Linked DNA regions of Rattus norvegicus: region 1 is linked to region 2. A link is a contact called in public Hi-C data. All regions are on one chromosome and are shown on one strand. The core of a region is the stretch at or near the end of the contact, and the rest is flanking DNA. Distances in the headings are between cores, read along the strand shown.

Region 1 (4,316 bases), core at 1,112-3,611, 76 kb before region 2:
CCCACTAAATTGTATTGTGAGCGTCTTCTCCTACACAAAATTTTGCTTTGTGTTCTCAAGGACCTGGGGATCCATCTGGCCCGTGCCATTTCCCCTTTGTACACACGTCAGTCTCAGAGGACTTCTGTGTGTTAGCTGAAGAAGCCACACTGTCAAGCAGCCATTCAGTTGGGGAGGACTCAGTCTCCAGCTTGTCAGTCTTCTAGTTTAGGGAACCTAGACAGATGCCTTGAACCTGCACCCACATAGCTTCCCTACTCCTGTTTTCCTTCCCACCTAGGAGCTCAGACCCTACTGTGACTTAGGGAGCTGGGGGAGGAGGGCCTTGGCTGAGCCTGGTGTGGGGGGGTGGGGGTGGGGAGGTGCAAGCTACTAGTAGATACAGTTGTGCTGCGGCTGCCTGCAGACAGTGGGTGAGCAGAAGGGCTGACAGTCTGGGTTGGGTGTTCTAGCTGAGCCAGGAAGGCTCCATTTGGGGACAAGCTAAAGATGCTGCTGTTCCTTGCCACCTGGGAGCCTCTGCCTGGTCTCGTGACTGGTCATTCTCAGAGCCTTCCCCCTAATTTCTGCCCCCCCCCCCGCTTCCAAGCCTACCCCCACCCCCAGAAATCATCACCTAGCACTAAAGGAGCTAAGGCAAGGTATGAAGAGGGTGGTGGAGGACAGGGTGCAGATCTCTGTCCTAATTATGGAGAAGGAGACTTCAAGGGTGGCTGCCATCCCAGTCAATTCAATTGCCACCAGCCTGAATGTTTTTGAGATCCTGGTTGGTTGTCTTCTCAGAACATTACGTCGACGTCCACTCCTGCTATGACGCTGTGCAAAAAAAATCAATCAATATTTCTCTCTTTCCTCCCCCCTCCCCCTCTCTAGGCCCCAGTGTCTCCATCCGGGCAACTAGCCAGGTGGGGCTGGGCCCTACGAATGTCAGGCCTCTCCTAGAGCTGACATTTTAGGATACACTGTCATGTATTTTTCCTTCCCTCCCAGAGGTCAGGGGACTAAATGCCTTGGGGGGGCAGCTATCAAGCTTAAAGATATCTCACCCCGAGGGTTCCCACCCAGAGGCTGCAGGTGCCCCTCCCCTTTCAATGGCAAACTAGCGCGTCTGTCAAGTCTAGGCCCAATTGCGCATCGAGGCCTAGCCCTTTAGCCTTGCTGTTTGGGCAACATCAGCAAGCGAGGGAACGAGTGAGCACAGCGCTACCGCGGCGACTGCAGCGGCCGCGGCGGCGAAGGGGGCGGGGGAGGAAAGAAGAACCCACTTGTCCCACTGCTTCGCAGCAGCCCAGGCCCTGGCCTCTGCGCATTTTAGCGGTTTTTGTAACCCTGGGGTTTGTTAGCTTGGCCAGAACCAGCTGGTGCACACCATCACTAGATCGCACAAAATGACTCCTCAGGCCTTCGCACCCCCCAACTGGGCCAGCTAGCGCAGATTATTCCTCGCCCCTAGCTGCAGGAGGCAGGGGACCGCGACGCTCCGATGTCTGTCTCACCCTTTCCAAGCTCAAGTGCAAGGAATTTCACATTTGGGGCAGAAGATCGGGCTATCAGAGATGGGGGGTGGGGGTGGGGGTAGGGATGGGTTTAGGGGCACCATTTTGAGTGGGACGGTGATGAGATTCCTTGCCCGAGTGGGTTCTTTGGACCCCATCTTCATCTGTATCTCCAAGTTTCAGCCTCTCTGTCCCCGCCCCCCCCACCCCCCACGGGGCTCACCCTACCAAGGGCGGCCGCAGCTGGTAGCGGCATCCTACCCGCAGTCCCTGCCTCCCTCTGCCCGCACTAGGGTCACCCTCCCAATTTGGTCCTGCGTGTTCTTCCCGCGAAAGATGCTGAGACTCCCTAAATGCTTAGAGTAGAGGGTCAAAGTTCTGTCACTGAAGCTGGATGGAAGTCCCTGAACCCGCAAAGGCCTTAGCGGGGGCGCGGGAGGTCGGGACGCGGCGCTCCCTCACCTGTTTGTCGGACTCCTTGGAGGAGGTCCCTCGCTTGGGGGAGGGCATGCGTTTGCAGATACTGCCCTCCAGCAGGTAGAGCCCCGAGGGCCGAGAGCTCGAGTCACTTTCGAAGTAGAAGAGCAGGTTCTGCAGCAGCGCAAACCACTTGGTTTGCCATTTTGGGTTGTCCGAACTCCTCTTGCTCAGGTAGCCTTTGCGCGTGCCGTCTCTCTGGGCCAGCAGTCCCAGGGACACGACGTGGCCATCGTTCAGTCGGATGGCTTTCTGCATGGTGCTTGGAGGCCAGAGAGACCTCACGCACTAAACATCTCCGAGAGGCACCCGACTGCCCCTCGTCGGTGCGCGCCGCTCTGCCGTTCTCTGGCGCTCGCTGAACGCTCCCTCTCTCTCTCGCTCTCTCTCGCTCTCTCCCCCTCCCTCCCGCTCTCTCCTACCCCGCCCCTTCAAGATATACACTTTGAGATCTGCCGCTGAGCTCCTAGGTGGACCCCTCCTTGCTGAAAGCTCTTCCCTCCGCAGAGCTGCGGGGCCCCTGGGGATGTCGCCCGACCCTCCCTCAGCGAACTGAGGGAAGGGCGGTCTGAGCGTTGGCAGGGGGCAGCAGGCGGAGTCATATGACGCCAATCCCTCGAAGAGCCCGTTTCAGCAGCGCGGACAGGGACACACGCACGCAGCCCCGCCGAGGCGCAGAGCCGCACGCAGGCTGCACCTTGGCGCCTCCTCCCCTCCCCGGACACACACACGCAAACACACACGCACGCACACGCACACACACACACACACACACACACACACACACACACACACACACACACACACACACGCCTACTCCTCGCTCCTTGTTTTCCTCTTCTCCACTTTGGGTGTTCTAAGCCAAATCAGATCAATTTTCGTTCAACCCAATGGCACCCCGGAGACTCACCTCCCCGGAGTTTGCGTTCTTTGCGCCCCACCGCGGCACACCATAGACCTAGGGTTAGCCCCATTTGTCATTTTTCTCTCCTACAGCTTTCCCTCACCTTCTTTCCCTACTTTATTTTTCTAATTCAAGGTGGATGGAGGAAGGTGGATAGCGAATGTACTAGGGATAGGGATGTACTAATTTTTGCATAACCGTTCGGGTCTCTCTCTTTTCTTCTTCTGATTTCAGCTCTATTCCTGGCTGACTTCGCCAGCGACCCGAGAATACAAGGGGTGAACTTGGGTGGGGAAAGGTGACCGTTTATTTTTATTCCATTTGGAGCGTTGCCATCATTACCGGTGTCACCCCATGAACCCTAAGGTCTGGCTGGCAAGCCGCTGCTGGGAGTTTTCAGCAAATACCCCTGAAGCCTGAAGGCGGGCTTCAAACACAGGCGACGGGGACCATGGGAGCCTTCAAATAGCTGCGCTGGCGCAATGATACCTTAATGATAGATTTTCCGTTCTTATTTTTAGCTTCAATTCGCCTACACAGTTACACGGCATTTATCCGAGAACGTCACAGCGCCCGCATGCTGCACCGGCAGAGCGCGCGGGCTGCCAGGCCAGCCGGGTTCTGGTGCGGGGAGCGCGCATCGCCGTCTGCCGCAGAGGGCAGCGGCCTCGTTGAAACCGGGAACGGCGCCCGGCGCTGACAGTTTGCAGCCGGGACGGGTGTCCTCGCAGCTCTCTGGAGAAAAAACACCATCTTTTCTCACAAAACCGCGAAAGCCCTTCCCCCTTTAGAGTGCACACACACACACACACACACACACACACACACACACACACACACACACACACACCATGGTCTGGAATGGAGCTGTTCCAGTTCAGGACATAGTGGCTCAGGCCTGTGCTCTTATATGATGTTAATTTTTCTTCCTCGGATAATCAAAAGAAAAAGGGGCTAAGCCCCTTAATGCAGTCTTGATTTGAGAGAGAGAGAGAGAGAGAGAGAGAGAGAGAGAGAGAGAGAGGCTGTGGAAATGATTGTAATAATTTTTCCTTGTTTTTCAATTTCCTTTTTTCTCCTGTCCCATTCTTTTTCTTACCTAGACATTCTCCTCTTTTCAGACTGCATCTTGGTATGTAGCCCAGGCTAGCTTGAATTCTTAATTCTTCCACATCAGAGTCCTAACTGCAGGCAACTCACTAACTTCCCTTGCCTTGGTTGTAGGGGCATAATTTTCAGTATTGAGGTTTTTATATAAATTCCCATTTTGAAGCCTGTTACAGAAAGGGCCAAAGAAATATTTGGTAAGGGGCACTATGCTAAGAGCACTTTGCCTCAGGTCAGCCATTATGCTTCCTTCAGTGTAGGTTGGGTTTGAGTTCACAGGCTTACTCTAATGGAAAGTGAAGGTGTTGGGATTTGAATCAGATTGAGGCTGA
Region 2 (4,296 bases), core at 514-3,013:
CCTAATACACCCTTTCTGATTTCAGACTAACACATCTTCCATGGCATGCCTTCCTTCTCTACAGTAGGGGACAGTGCCCTCTTTTCTGGGAGTGTCATCAGTGCTCCCTGATTTGGTGGTATGGTGATTGGTTTCAGACTCCTTTGAAGTTAAGAAATACATGCTTTTGGTTTCTGTGGCTGTGTCCAGACACTTAATGTGAGAGTCTGAGTGTGAGGGAACCTGGAATAAACAAACAGTCACTGCCCTGCGGAGCCCAGAGCACCTGAATGGTACATTGAGGCCTGGGCACTCTTGCCTGTTCTTCTTGCTGTCTAGAAGAGACTGCTTTACTCAGGGATCCAAATATCTAATGGAGATGAAACCACACACCTTCTCCCCACCCCGACCCCCCAGCCTGTGCTGAGGGCACAAATCCTGGGCAGCCTTTTACCCTATGTAGTCACTGGGCTGGACCGGGCTGTCTCTGGGAGGCTGACTCATGTCAAGGAAGCAGATCTGGGAATGACTAGAGTTCCTGGTGGTAAGGCAGAAGAACTGGGCATGAATGGAGGGATGTGGACATGTGCAAAAGGGAGAGGCAGTCACCGAGCCTCAGGCATGGATGCCCTACAGGTACCTACCAGCTCCTGCTTTTTAATTGAGGGTTGCCCTAGAGAAACTGGGAACAAAGTAATTTTACCCTAGAGAACATCTCTTAAACCCCATGAGCCTTGCTGCACCTGACAAAATCAGCTTAGGGGAGAAAGGGTTTATTTTGGCTCACAGGTCACTGCAGCAGGGAAACTACAAAAGCAGCAGCTTGTCCCATTACATCCTTAAACAGAAACAGAAAAACCAATAATTACATGCAAGACAGTGCTTAGCCCCCTCTCTCACTCACTCTTGGGCCTATCCCACAAACGGCACTCACTACCTGCATTCTATCCGACCTTCACAACTCAATTCACCCAATTCCGAAACTCCCTCACAGCCTGCCCCCCCAGGCCAATCTAGTCTAAATAATTCCTCATTAAAACTTCCTTTCCAGGTCATTGTAGGTTGTGCCAAGTTGACAATCAAAACTAACCATCACACTCATTTTCCTTACTTGTAAACAGTGATGGATACTGGGGAAAGCAGAGAAAATGACGTCACTTCTCTGAGTGACATTCGCTGATGATTGTCTTGGCCTTGAGACAGTACATATCTGGAGTTCAGTGGTGACTTGGTTTTAACCCTGGCTTTGCCTTGTTGCCTGCAGAACTTTTCACGGTTATCAGGACTGCACACCTTTGCCATATGGAAGCTTCTAGATGTTGTAAACCGCATATATTTCTGGAATAGAGTTGTGAAGTTTCTGGATGATGGGCATCTTCTGAGACTACCTAGACCAGCCATTTTCACATCCCAGCCTGAATCGTTAGACCAAAATCTTGTACAGAGAAGCCAAGGCGTCTCCATGTTCAAGACTCACGGTAGCACAGGCCTGAGAGGCTCACAGGTGCTCCCTCTTGTGGGGCAGTCTGCAAGCCGCATTCCTCATCCTGGTGTGGGAGGAATATCTGCAAAGCGTATTCCCTGTTGGAAGCCATGACCTAATCTTACATGGGAGTGAAGATCACAGAGAAGAAAATTACCCAGGATGACTTAGGAACCCTTTGCTTTCTCCTGGCCTCAGTTTCCCTATCTGTATCTGAGACCGCAATCTTCCACGATTTTAACACCCCAAGCACGTACTACATTGACGCATGATGCGGGCGCCCCCTTGTGGTAAGAAAAGGCCTTGGATGCTGCAGGAGCTGATGTGTTTGTAGGTTTACGCAAATGGAGGCCCAACACAGGCCTTCCTGCTTTCTGCCCGATTTAGTGCTTTGTCTTGACAGAAGACTGCGAGGTTAGCGTCTTCTCTTGATTGATCCTCATATTCTCACACCAAGTGGAGCATCAGGAAGCCTAAAAAGGCATGATGGGAAGTGTTCCCTTGGCGATGCCACTAACTACAGTGTGATTTTCGCCAGGGCCTTTTGCCGGAAGCAGGCTTACATAACCGCAGAGCTGGGGGATGGGCACTGTTAGCCTTAAACCTGGCATCTATGGGTCTGTGAAATCCTCTGAACTTTAGGGAGCGTTTGTGCAGACCAGCAGTTGTAGGAGACAAGGGTCCAGTGTTTTGTCTGATTTTCTTGAGGTGGCTTTGCCATTCTGAGTGCCTTAGAAGCTCTAGTCCAGAGGCTTCAGGGGAGGGGCTTACTCGGAAGGGTCTTGCTCAGAATGCTCACATCGGGCAAATGCTCATTTTTAGTCACCAATACTGAATAGAAAAGCTTAAAAAGCCAAAGAAAAATGAAATAATAAAGTCCCCTAGATCAGAACTGACAACCAGGGCAAATGGCTCAACTCAGTGGCCTTGTGATTCTCCTGTCCTGTAGTCCAACCATGATCCCTGGGAACTCCAAAGGCAGGAACTGACAACAGGCAGACTTGGTCGGGCTCTGTTAAGCTACGACGATGGGTGATGCGCTGACTGCAGTCTTTAGTCAGCTTTACACTGTCACCGGATAGGGTTCTGTCGCCTTTTGCAAAGCACGCATGGAGAGAGGAACAGGGTCGCAGAGGTGGAAGAGGGAGGGAGGCTAAGTCCCCAGGGTTAGTTCACGTGATTCTCACAACAGCTCTGGAAATTAGGTATGTGATCACCACGTACTTTTAGAAACAGGCTTGGAACTGTAGCGTGACTTGTCACATACCGGAAAATGTGTTGATGACTGGGCAGTGTGTGTCCATGTGCATATATATGTGCGTGTACATGTGTATATGTATGTGTGTGTGTTGGTATATGTGTATGTATGTGTTTGTATTTGTGCACGTGTGTATGTGTGTGTACATATATGTGGCTGTATGTATTTATGTGTGTGTTTATGTATGTGTGGATTTGTGCGTGTTTGTATGTGTGCATGTATATATGTATGTCTGTGTATGTCTGTGTGTGGCATATTTTCCTCTAAGCTTTATTATGAAGCTTTTTAAAAAATCATCCTATATTACTTAGGCTTTGACAGTCTCATACATATATACCATGTATTTTCTTCCTGTTCATCTCCTTTACCCTTTCTTGTCATTTTGCCACTCCTGCTGAGCCTTCCCCTCGCCCCAATTAGGACCCATGATGCCACTTTCATGTCTTTTTTATAAAGATGAACCACTGAGTTTTGTGAGGGTTGCTTACAAAGTCATGGCCGCAAAGGCGTTATTACAGGAGACTATGCCCCTTACCAGTGCTACTCCACTGAAGACAATGACTTCTCCTCTCCCAGACACCATGGACTGCTCAACTTTTAATGTGATTTGCAGCTAGCCCATATGGTCCTCACAGCACTGCTGGCGGGGGGTGGGTTGGGGGGCAGCCCTGAGGAGACATCATGTTCAGCTGCTGGAGCTGCTGGCATGTCCACTGGGGCCTTCTGAGCATGCTTCCAAGGTGCTGACTGAGGTTCTTGCCCCAGCTTCTGGGCTGAATTTCCTGCTGAAGAGCAGTTTCTGACAACCCATAACTCTCCTGTTCAGTTTCTCATTTCCTGGTGACAGGATCTTATCTTGACACTCCCTGGCCCACGCCCTGTTCTCATCTGTCAGCCTCTTAGCAATTCACTCACGCAGAAGTCGACATCTCCTCTGTGTTCCCTACAAGGCCTGTAGACTGGCAGCTCTCCTGGACCCCCTCCCTGCACAGTAACACAGGGCCACACCCACAGAATCTGCACTGCACTGGCCCTCTCTGCCTTCCCACCACATACCTGCTCCCATAGGTGTTTTATACCCCGGCTAGAACAAGGTCCCCACCCTTCCCTTTCTCCACCACACCAACAAACACTATGGCCAGGTTCTATGCTACTTCTCTCTCTTCTCCAACCACTGAGGCCGTTCATGAGCCTCTGTCCACACCGGACTGTTTAAGGCTGTTCCTCACTTGCCCACGACATGGTCGCCATCTCCTTCACTGCATTGCTGAGGTCCAAATCTAGGCATGGAGTGTACCGCATGTTCACTGTTCTGTGAGTTCTTACTGTCATGGCCACTACAGATCTCTACGCCTATTAAATAAGTGAATGCATGGCTGGATCTTGGATTATAGCCGACAAGACTCTCCCAGCTACTCTCGAGCCATTTCCTGCCACACTGAATACAGCTGCTGAAGGAACTTGGGTATTATTACATGCAGAATTTCAACTCCATTCCCATTAAATACAACACATTCGTGCCCGTAAGCGCTTTACAGATAGGAGCCTTCTTAACCCTCCCGTTGATGCATGGAGG

The links. A called contact is a pair of places that touch in the nucleus more often than the background predicts.
Region 1: a Hi-C map of frontal cortex shows a contact between it and region 2, with 3 times the contacts expected there. The contact joins the promoter of Rasgrf1 here to the enhancer-like site in region 2. A contact is called at or near these places in 2 of 12 Hi-C or Micro-C datasets (Schwann cells and frontal cortex).

What each region holds. Positions count from the first base shown.
Region 1 is chr8:99,323,107-99,327,422 of GRCr8, reverse strand. Rasgrf1 (RAS protein-specific guanine nucleotide-releasing factor 1) reads right to left here and starts at 2,361. Exons shown (of 27, transcript NM_001170531.1): 1 at 1,959-2,361. The coding sequence starts at 2,231.
Region 2 is chr8:99,246,053-99,250,348 of GRCr8, reverse strand. No RefSeq gene overlaps it. Among named protein-coding and RNA genes, the nearest start is that of Mir184, 25 kb to the right of the region's middle. Within about 2 kb of position 1,763, at least 19 of the 93 cell types and tissues checked have an H3K27ac peak or open chromatin away from gene starts, as enhancers often do.